Linked DNA regions of Sus scrofa: all the other regions are linked to region 3. A link is a contact called in public Hi-C data. All regions are on one chromosome and are shown on one strand. The core of a region is the stretch at or near the end of the contact, and the rest is flanking DNA. Distances in the headings are between cores, read along the strand shown. Region 1 holds the start of GAS1 (growth arrest-specific protein 1). Region 2 overlaps LOC110255610 (a long non-coding RNA gene). Region 3 has its middle 16 kb from the start of ZCCHC6.

What was found. Hi-C and Micro-C count contacts between places; a contact is called where the count stands out from the background.
Region 1: a contact with region 3 is called in a Hi-C map of liver, with 6 times the contacts expected there. The contact joins the promoter of GAS1 here to the enhancer-like site in region 3. A contact is called at or near these places in 3 of 5 promoter capture datasets (fetal skeletal muscle and liver), 12 of 47 Hi-C or Micro-C datasets (embryonic fibroblasts, heart right ventricle, liver and 5 more) and 2 of 2 datasets of contacts at active chromatin or transcription factors (alveolar macrophages and skeletal muscle).
Region 2: a contact with region 3 is called in a Hi-C map of liver, with 12 times the contacts expected there. The contact joins two enhancer-like sites. A contact is called at or near these places in 7 of 47 Hi-C or Micro-C datasets (embryonic fibroblasts, liver and skeletal muscle).

The regions. Positions count from the first base shown.
Region 1 is chr10:28,507,625-28,511,136 of Sscrofa11.1, reverse strand. It overlaps GAS1 (growth arrest-specific protein 1), which reads right to left and starts at 1,969. Exons shown (of 1, transcript XM_021064627.1): 1 at 1-1,969. The coding sequence starts at 1,876. The coding sequence ends at 827.
Region 2 is chr10:28,581,489-28,585,256 of Sscrofa11.1, reverse strand. All of the region lies in intron 1 of LOC110255610 (a long non-coding RNA gene), which reads right to left. Among named protein-coding and RNA genes, the nearest start is that of GAS1, 74 kb to the right of the region's middle. Within about 2 kb of position 1,651, at least 25 of the 83 cell types and tissues checked have an H3K27ac peak or open chromatin away from gene starts, as enhancers often do. A contact at or near this core is called in liver, where this site is marked.
Region 3 is chr10:28,977,412-28,981,034 of Sscrofa11.1, reverse strand. No RefSeq gene overlaps it. Among named protein-coding and RNA genes, the nearest start is that of ZCCHC6, 16 kb to the left of the region's middle. Within about 2 kb of position 1,359, at least 11 of the 83 cell types and tissues checked have an H3K27ac peak or open chromatin away from gene starts, as enhancers often do. A contact at or near this core is called in alveolar macrophages, liver and subcutaneous adipose tissue, where this site is marked.

The sequences.
Region 1 (3,512 bases), core at 720-3,219, 470 kb after region 3:
CAGAGGCAATATATGTTCTCCGCATTATTTGTACATACCATTTGATGTAAAGAACCAAAAACGATAATAAAACAAACATCATAAAGAGGCCTTCATAGATGGCAGTGCAGAGCTCTTTCAGATATAAAGTTGCATTGTTCAACACCACTAGCAACTCTTTAGATCAGCATTTTTTGACCCTTAATCCTTAGAAATGTGCTTAGAGATCAGAGTGGTGCCAATGAAATTAAAGTCAAGGGCTCAAAGTTATCCAAAACTAATTCAGCAACATTAACCCCTCTCATGCCCGCCCCCCCCCGCCCGCCCCCGCCAAACTGAGATTTCTGGGCGCGGATACCGAGAGTAAACGAAAGAATCGGTTAGATTGCAATGTCTTCACTGGCCACAATAAAAGTCGATACCGGCACTTTTTTCCCCCCTCGCAGGAGACATGTTAATAACCAGCCCCTTTGCACATAGAAATCCTCCTTCAAAACCCCTGCTCTAAACCCAGTCCCTTGAAACTCTTAAGGCCCCACTGGTCAGCATCTTCTCTTCGGAGTCCAGGACTACGGTTCTGTTCCCCCCCGCGCCGCCGCCCCCCCAAGCCCGTTTCATCCCGGGCGTCCTGAGCTCAAACTAGGAGGGTTTCTGCAAGGAGTTTCTGGAGCCTGGAATGCGGGACAGGGAGGATGTCCAAAAAGTCCTGCGCGGGAGAGGAGGCGGGGGTCGTGCAAGAGTCGGGTGGGTGGGGGAGCCCGACTAGGCAGAATCTACCTAGAGAGCGTCCCCAACCACCCACCCTGTCCCCGAGCCACAGGTGTCCCGGCGCCCGCCCTCCCGCGGGCTAAAAGAGCAGCGGGAGCAGCAGCAGCAGCAGCAGCAAGATGGAGGCAAGCTGGGTCCAGACGCCTCGGGGCGCCGAGCGGCAGCCGCCGCTGCTGCTCCTGCGCCCGGACCCGTAGGGCAGGTCGCCGCGGCCGCCTGCCGCAGCAGCGCCGCCGCCCGGGCGCGGCGGGTGCGGGACGCCGTCGTCGTCGTCCAGCGGCTGCTCCCCGCCCGCGCCCCCAGCGCGCTGTTCGTCGTCATACTCCTCATCGTAGTAGTCGTCCAGGCCCCCGTCCGAGCCGCTACTGCCCGGGCCGTTGCCCAGCTCGGCGCCGAAGCACAGGCGGGCCATGTTCTCCTTGACCGACTCGCAGATGGGCCGCTCCAGGCCGTCGCACACACAGTCATTGAGCAGCGCCGCCTTGGGCACGGCCAGCATATCCTCGATGACCGTGCGGCACTCGTCGGTGCAGCGCAGCCCGTTGAAGAGCTTGCCACAGTAAGTCAGGTAGCGACTGAGCGCCAGGTTGCAGCGGCTGTCGCGGTCGCAGCGCCGCCGGGCCTCGGTGCAGCCCATGACCCCGCCCGCGCCCGGGCCGCCCGCGCCGCCGCCGCTCGTCCGGGGCAGGCACGGCTCAATGGCGCGCTTGGTGGACTTGCAGTTCTCATCCTGCGCGCAATCACAGTCTTCCAAGGCGGGCCCGCGGCGCGTGTGGTTGAGCTGAATGAGGGCCGAGATGCAATGGCTCGGACAGCGCCAGCGCGACGAGAAGGAGGCGGCGGAGGCAGGGAAGGCGGCGGCTGCGGCGGTTCCCGGCGCGTCGCCCCCGCCGCGCTGCGCCAGCACCGGCGCGCACGCCTCGGCGTACTGGTTGTAGGCGTAGCTGCACTCCGGCTCCCCCTGGCACTGCAGCAGCGCCTGCCAGCAGATGAGGCGGCGGCCGTGCGCCAGCCCCGAGCTCCGCGGCGCCGAGCCCAGCAGCTGCAGCAGCGCCATCAGGCACAGCCAGGCGCCCGGCACGGTTCCCCCGCGGGCCCCGCCGCCGCCGCCCAGCAGCCCTGCCACCATCGCGGGCAGCGGCGGCCGCCGGGCGAGGAGCGGAAAGGAGACGAGGCGCGGGGAGCGTCGGACGCGGAGCCGGCGGAAAAGTTTGCCCCTGTCCTGCCAACTTCTTGCATGAGTGTTTTCATAAATCCATGCGCGCCGCCGGCTGGTGCCCCGCTGCTTGCAGAAGGTCGGCTCGCACTCGGGCTGCGGGGGCTTCCTAGAAGTGCACGGCCACTGAGGGCTCCTCCGGTCGGCCCCCGGCGGTGGCGGGAGGCGCTCACTGCCGTCCCGGGGGGCTGCGGGCCGCGGGGCCGCGGCGGGGCTGCGGGACCGCGCGGCGCCGCGGGTGCATTTTGCTCCGCGCCTGCAGATCCGTTGTGCGGCCGCGGCGGCTCCTTCCTCCCGGGCTCAGCGCCGCGCCGCCGCCGCCGCCGCCGCGGTCTCTCGCATCGCGCCGCTTCCTGGCTCGCGGCCGGGCGCTGCCCGCCTTCCCGCGGCCGGGCCGCCCGCGTCCCCTCCCCCTCCGCCCGCGGCGACCCCGGCCTCGGCCGAGCTCCGGGGAGCTCTTTCCGGGAGGCGCGAGGAGAACGAGAAACTTGGCGCGGCCAGAGAGCGGCTCCCGGGCTTGCCTCGGCGGCGGCTTCTCGGGTGACAAGGAGCCCGGGGAGCGGATCCGCTGAGCCGGGCTGCGGACTCGCTCGCAGCGAGGCTTTAAATACAAAAGTGGGCCGGGAGCCCCCGCGTGGTGCCGCGGTGCCCCCTCATTATGCATGCATGGAAAAGCAAACAAACAAAAACATTAGCAACGCTCCTCCGGCTCTCCGAGCTCCGGCCCCGCGCGCTCCGAGCCTGCCCGCTTTCTCCTTTCTCCACTCTCTTTCGCCCTTTGCTCGGCCCCCTTTCCCGGCTTTTCGAGATGCTATTGGTCCCGCCTGTTGTTGTTGAAACTTTTTTTTTTTTTTTTTTTTACGAGCCGCTGGAGTGGGGTTGCGGAGTGGGGGAGGGCGGGGAGGGTGGTGGGCAGCTCACATTCAGGCATTCAGGGCCTGAAAGGAACGGCTTAAGGAGCCTGACAGAGGCCCGGGAGCTCCTCCTACTCTTAAGGAGGCTCAGATATGGAGCCCTCTGCTCGCAGCACAGAACCAGCGGGCAGGGCTTGGGGGCAGCTGCTTGCATCCGGCTCGGCCATGGTCCTTTTTGTTTGGTTCATTATACTGTGTGAGTTTTTTTTTCTTGGGGGGGGGCACTTTTATTAATTCTCCCTGGTCCCAATCTGTGCTTTCTACTGGCTTCAGAGTTCAGTTTGTTTTTCGAGTTTCCCATCTTTGCCGATCATCAACGGGGGTGGGTGTGCCGGGACCGGGGGGTGGGGGGTGGGAGGGAACTCAGAATTTAATGTGGGACTTTGAAACTTGAAAAAATAAAATCCAAATGCACACAAGAGGCACACGCTTAATTAGGAGTACTGATGAGATATTTGCAACCCTCCCTCCACCCCTCCACTCCCCCGCAACCCGATCCCAGTTTACCGATCTGGCAGGTACGGTCCGGGGGCGAGGCATCCTTGTCAACTGCAAGACAGAAATCCAGTAAGGCAATTTATTTTTTTTAAGAATATAAATTTCTAACACAGACGGCGATGAAAAAAACAATCATA
Region 2 (3,768 bases), core at 402-2,901, 400 kb after region 3:
GTTGAGATGGTCCTTTTTCCTCTCCATTCCATCCCCATTAAATCCAGTGGTTCCCTCTCAGCCTCACCCACCTCTCTGCTCTCATTACCTCCCTCTTCATATCATCTGCTTCAGTCGGGGAAATCATAGAAGTTCTGGGTTTGGGAGTTCCCGTCGTGGCGCAGTGGTTAACGAATCCGACTAGGAACCATGAGGTTGCGGGTTCGGTCCCTGCCCTTGCTCAGTGGGTTAAGGATCCGGCGTTGCCGTGAGCTGTGGTGTAGGTTGCAGACGCGGCTCGGATCCTGCGTTGCTGTGGTTCTGGTGTAGGCCGGTGGATACAGCTCCGATTAGACCCCTAGCCTGGTAACCTCCATATGCTGCGGGAGCTGCCCAAAGAAATAGCAAAAAGACAAAAAAAAAAAAAAAAAGAAGTTCTGGGTTCGGCAGGAAGCTCTGCTCATAGTCTTGTTTTGACCAAGCATTTACTCTCCATTGGAGCCCTTTGTATTTGCCTCAGGGATCAGGATTTGGGAAGCTAAAGCCAGGAAATCAACATTTATTTTTTTTTCTCAGCTTCAGCCCTGTCACATCAAGCCCTAGAGGCAATGAGAACAGAGCCTTAACTAAGCTCTTTGAACAGAGGACAAATAAGCCATTGCTTACTATTTCACAATTCTTATGATGCCACAGATTTCTGAAACATCTTGTTTGGAATATCAGCTACGGCCCATTAAGTAAAGTAACCTCAACTGTGACACACCTGTTACTGAGCCAAGGCTCTTTTTTTTTTTTTTTTTTTTTTTTTTGTCTTTTCTAGGGCCGCACTCATGGCATATGGAGGTTCCCAGGCTAGGGGTCTAATCAGAGCTGTAGCCGCCAGCCTACACCACAGCCACAGCAACGCCAGATCTGAGCTACTTCTGCAACCTATACCACAGCTCACAGCAATGCTGGATCCTCAACCCACTGAGCAAGGCCAGGGGTCGAACCCAAAACCTCATGGTTTAGTCAGATTCGTTAATCACCGAGCCACGACGGGAACTCCAAACCTAACCATTTTAGAAGTATTTTGTTTTTATTTTCTCTCTGAAGTGGTTAGCCAAGATAGGACTTCATTTCCCTCTCTTTTGCAAGGCTTTGCAAGAAGGACCACTTACCATCAATTTTGCTTTTTATTCAATGGATTTTGCACTTTCCCTTCAAGCTCTGTTTCGGCTAAAGTCAAAGTATTCAACATTTTCTAGAAGATGCTATCATGGGTTGTTAGCAGGCAGAAGTTAATGCCGCTGTGGTTCTATATTTTCTTCATGGGGTGATAGAAATTTCACCAGTTCTTTGAGGAACACTGAAAATTTGGCTTTACACTTGGGGCCTCTGTCACCCAATACTTTAAATAATCTTCCAAATGTCAGCTGTAATGCTATCTCTCCCTGCTGAGACAAAGGTGGGCCTAAAATGAGCTAGAAAACGACAGCTGGATCGATCAGGCGTTCTTCAAGGAAGATGCCAGAAAATCTTGATTAATACCATCGTTCCCTCTGGAATTAATTTTCAGTTCTCCTATCAGGTGTGTTGATAGAAAGCGGTCAGACAGTTCTAGTCATTGCTTCGGATTCCGGTGCTGTCCTTCATCAGGGCCTCTAATGAAGTCTGAGCTGTAGCCTGGGGTTGATGCCAGACTGGAATGCAGGGAGGCTGAAAGCTGACACCAGTTCAACCAAGCAAAGGGCCTTGGCTAAGGTTGTCTCCATGACAACCTGAGTGTTTTCCTGGTGATGCATTTACACAACAGGGTTAAAGTTCTGTGAAAGCAACAGCTGTTGTAAAAACAGTATATTAAATATGTTTAGGACTGTAAAATGGGCATTCTTTATTGTGGCATTTCATTTGAGGAAATTCTGCAAATGCACAATGGATTTTAAAACAGAATTGCTAAGTGGCAGGATATTTCTTTGGTCAAATCTCTATTTTATTCTTGTTTCTGAAAGGGAGCAGGAGAACATTTCTGATGATCTTTTTTTCCCCTGTCATTTATTTCTTGTAAAATTATCTTCTCACATCAAAGTATTCAACCTACAACCTCGGATCCCTTCATACTGGCCAGTATGTTTGCAATAAGTCACCTGGCAAATAACTTTGGAGAAGGAAAGCAATCTATGAGCCCTGTAACTGAAATCATTTGTCATGCTTCTTATTGGGGTTTGTTCTTTTCTACTCACAAGCTTTCAGTTTTTCATGCTGACTGATCATTCGGACAGGTATTCGAAAAACAAAACAAAGAATTTTCCAACAGTCCGAGAAAGACATTGATTTTTTTACAATAGAAACTTCTTTGTCTGCTTCTGGCAAATCTTATGCCCCCAGGTTGATGAGACGGACGATACCCAGATTTGCAAGAGGGAAACCGAACGTAATTCAGAATTCTGCCAGTTGGTGAGCAACTCTGTGGCATTATGAACAGAGTGACCCCACCATCCAGTTGTCATGGACATCTGGAGTTCACTGTTAAAATCAATAACATCTTGGCAGACCAGGACTGGTTGGTCACTCCCACCTTCAAAAACATTGGGCAACATCTGTTAGTATGCCAGACTCTGTACTAAGGGAATGGGATCCAGAGTCAAATAGTCCTCACTCTGTTCCCATCTCCCCCGGTTATTTAGTGAAAAAATGTAGTGAATAAATTTTGGCTGTCTACCTGAGTATGTGCATATCTATAATAAGAGGTGATAAAAGGCGTGCCTTCCTTTCCGGGGTGTTGTGAGCCAAGGCACGAGGGCATGGCAGGACCCCTTTCTGCCCCAGGTTGCCATCTTGGTTGGGCTGGAGTGGCCATTTGCCGGGGGCCTCCTGTTTTCCTCCTCTCCTGGCACTGAGTGGCCAGCATTGGCCAGGCAAGCCCATTCAAGAGGTGCCCCTCCTGGAGCCTAGAGGTGGAAAACGCAAGAGTCCATCCACCTTGGCCCCATCATGTCAGATCCAGAAAAACCAATTACATGGCATTTTACCCTTGCTTCTTTCCATTCGGAGACTGAGCTGAGAAAAAAAAAAAAATTTGTTTACATCCGTGGACTTTCTAAGCCTCAGAGAATATTGGCTGTGAATATTTTTCTAAATCAAATAACCAAGATGTACTGGTTGCCTGGCTACTCTGTAAAATGTAGGTGGCCCTGGAAAAGCCAAGGACACATTCTCCCTTTCCTTGAAAACAAACACCATAAGTCCACTCCCTCTATTTATGAAGAGGGAAAGGAGACACCTAGCAAAGCTTCTAGGAACACATCTCAGAAATAAAAACAGCAGTCAAAAGAACGCACATCTTCCATTGTACTCTGCCCACCAAGATTTCAAGATGAAAATCTTCCAGTCTGGCTGAATTCCCCAGCAGCATGTTCCAATAATGAGCATGGAATCCCCCTGTCAACCACACAGAGTAGAAACCCCATGCTTGAGTCTTCAATGCATGCATGCATGCATTCATTCATTCCCCCAGTATTTGTTGAATGCCTTTTACATCTCAGGCACTGATCTAGGTTCTGCAAAAAGAGCAGTGGTGGGGGTTGGGGTTGGGGGGCGGGGAGAAACCAACACAAGATCCTTGCCCTCATGCAGCTTAGTGATGGAGAGGACACTGAAACTCCACCAACACACATACCCAAAAATATTTCTTCATGAATAAATTCTTTAGAACAGGATTATTATAAGGTCTTCATTTCAAGGTTTATAGATCAAACTTTCCTCCCAAATTCTAAATCACAGTATCTTGATTAATACTCTAGATAGGTG
Region 3 (3,623 bases), core at 110-2,609:
ATCAAGGTCAGAAACCTGTATAGGTTTTTAAGGTTATTTATTTCCTTCTTCCCTTAGAACACACAGACACAGACACGCATATGTTGCTTTTGCAGTCATTTTTATTTTTTGTTTTTTTGCTTTTTAGGGCCGCACCCATGGCATATGGAAGTGCCCAGGCTAGAGATTGAATTGGAGCTGCAGCTGCCGGCCTACGCCACAGACACAGCAACACGGGATCCGAGCTGCATCTGTGACCTACACCACAGCTCATGGCAACGCCAGATCCGTGACCCACTGCATGTGGCCAGGGATCGAACCCGAAACCTCATGGTTCCTAGTCAGATTCATTTCCTCTGTGCCACAACGGGAACTCCATAGTCATTTTTTAAAAAAATAGACTTAAATGTTCTCAGTTGCAGGTAGTCGGTTAAGATGCCTTCAAAATGTGCTGCATGTAGGTGCGAGTGGGTGGGGGTGAGTTGCAGTCTCAAGACCTAGCGCACTGTGGACCCGCTCAGGAGCCTGCTTCCAGATCACAGGTTTGTGCAACAAGAGGGCTAATGCCGACATCTTCCTTTCTGGAGAAATGGAATGACTCAGAATCCAGATGTTTCGCCTAGCCCTGCATTTGTAATTAAGAGCTGACGGTGGCAGTTCCCAGGGAGTCTTTGAATCATCTCTTCTTATATTTGCTCTTTTTAGAACAATCTAGGACATGTCAGCTGAAAAAAAAAAAAAAAAAGTTGCTTGCCAAGAGAGAATGACTTTTTATGTGGGGGTGGGGACACCGAGTTCTTTTTCCCCCTCTCTGCAGGGGAACACAGTGGAGAGAATGAGCTAATGATTCTCAGAGAAATAAGTGCGTGCTCATGAACTCAGATACCTGGAGAACTTCATGAAATGTAGGCCGTTTCATGTAACTTTTCCCTTTAGTCCTGGCGTGTATACAATGATGAAGAGACGATCATTTCACTTTAATGAACAAATGCTAGCACAAAAGAGCTGAACCAGAGAAACCTGAATTTGCGGGCAGCCGCATGAAGTAAAAATAAACTCGCTACCTATTGTGAAATCATTTTGGGTGCAGTGTGCCCCAGGACGGTGTCACTCCTGGTTCTTCTTTTTCCCATCCACGTAAGAGTGTCCTCGTCCAAGCCAACTCTGGATTTAGATAAACAGATGATTTATTTAGATAAATCAGATGAGGTCCTAGATCACCCTGGCGCAGGAGAAAAGACCTTATTTCTTCACTTGTCAAATACTTACCTGTCCAGCACATTCTGTAAGGCACTAAATCCTGGTTTCCACGCCTATCTTTTATTACTTTCATTTCCTGAGATTCTGAGAGGGCTGGTGGAAGCAGAAGCAATGGTCTTAGTAGTGCAGAATTTTGGAGCACAATGTACTTCCTCCTCAAATGTTCCTCAAATGTCGCTTCGTCAGCTAGTGATAATTAGGAAATTGTCATCATTGCAACAAAATGAAAAACCAAGTAAAAAGAAAGTGAATTTTGCGTAAAGCGAAATGTATTTCCCAAAAGGATATCTGTCCTACTTTTCTAATTTGGGGGGCGTAAAGCCTTTATCCTTTTCTTTGCTGCCCTCCTTTCTTGTGACGGAAACTGGAATGTCACTCCAAAATATGTCTCCCTGACAGAAAAATTTATTTTGAGCTGAAAGCAATTGAGAAGCCGCAGATGTCGGAAAAGCTCCCTCTTTGCTGCTTAAAGAGAGGGTATGAATTCTCCTGCTGGCAATAGGCTTTTAGTGGCCCAGAGACATCAGAGGGATCTGCGAACAAACCTCACTCCTTTAATGTCCTCCCATATAGTTACCTTCCAACTGTCTGCCGCTCTTGGAAGGCTAAAACTGCTTTCCTTTGTCCTACCATTTCCCTAGAGATTTTTCTTTTTTCTTTTTTCTTTTTTTTTTTTTTTTTGGTCGAAGTTGCTATATAAGCTAGGGTTCTAAGCCACTGCTTTGAGTTCCTCTTCATTTTGGAGTTCCTGTCGTGGCGCAGTGGAAATGAATCCAACTAGGAACCATGAGGTTGCAGGTTCGATCCCTGGCCTCTCTCAGTGGGTTAAGGATCTGGTGTTGCTCTGAGTGTGGTGAAGGCCGGCAGCTGTAGCTCTGATTAGACCCCTAGCCTAGGAACCTCCATATGCCGTGAATGTGGCCCTGAAAAGCAAGAAAAAAAAAAAAAGTTCCTCTTCATTTAGATTTCTCCTGACTGATGCGAGTTGCATGCTTTATTTTTTGTTGTTGTCATGAAGAACTCCAGCTGAAAACCTAAGATGATATAGTTTTGCTTCTCTTGCACCTGTCAGAGGAGAAAAGGTTCAAGAAACTGAGACCCAGATGGGGATCAAAGTGTCCCTTTGGTCTTGGGCTGGGCAAGGGCTCAGTAACATCCTAAATCCAGGCCAAAGGGCAGCCTTCTCTTCCCTCCTTTGCTACTGAATTCAGCCAGGTCTATCCCACAGGGCTGATCTGAGTGACACCCAGTCACAGGTAGAGGAGGTGGAGCAGAGACAGAATTATAGATTGCTAGAGTGGGCCAGGCTTAGCCAGCTTAACTCTGCCAAGGTGCCATGAACTCTCACCCAGACTTTGCCCACCGGTGAGCCATGCCCTGTGAATGTCAGCTTATTGATCAGATTAGGTGCGTCTCTTCCTTTTGGATGGTAAGCATGTGGGGTGGAAGCTGTCTCCCCAGCATTGGCCCAGATGTGAAAATGTTGGAGGAAGAGCCTTCCTCTATGAAGAAAACAAGAGAATTCAGGAGAGCTGGGTTTGCTAGGGTGTTAACTAAAAGAGCCTCAGCGCTTTGGCGGTCTCATTGTATTTCACATCACCAGATAGCTGAGTGTTGCAAAGAATATTCAAAAGGTGTTTGTAGTTCCACAATCAGGCTAAGAGATTCTTTAAAAATGAAAATTAAAAAAATTATGGTAAAATATATATAAAATTTACATTTAAAAAAAAAATTTTTAGGGCCACACCAGCAGCATATGGAAGTTCCCAGATTCGGGGTCAAATTGGAGCTGCAGCTTCTGGCCTACACCACAGCCACAGCAATGCCAGATCCTTAACCTACTGATCAAGGCCAGGGATTGAACCCGCATCCTCATGGATACTAGTCAGGTTTGTTACCGCTGAGCCACAAGGGGAACTCTAAAATTTACAGTCTTAATCACTTTTTAAGTGTATGGTTTAGTGGTATTAAGTACATTCACATCGCTGGGTTACCATGACCACTGTCCCCAGGACTTTTTCATCTTCTGAAATTGAAACTCTGTACCCATGAAACAATAACTCCTCCCTCTCTCCAGCTCCTGACAGTCACTGTTCTGCTTTCTTTTTTCTTTTTCTTTCTTTTTTTTTTTTGTCTTTTTTTTTGCTATTTCTTGGGCCGCTCCTGCGGCATATGGAGGTTCCCAGGCTAGGGGTTGAATCGGAGCTGCAGCCACCGGCCTACGCCAGAGCCACAACAACGCGGGATCCCAGCCGCGTCTGCAACCTACACTACAGCTCATGGCAATGCCAGATCGTTGATCCACTGAGCAAGGGATCGTTGACCCGCAACCTCATGGTTCCTAGTCAGATTGGTTAACCACTGAGCCACGATGGGAACTCCCA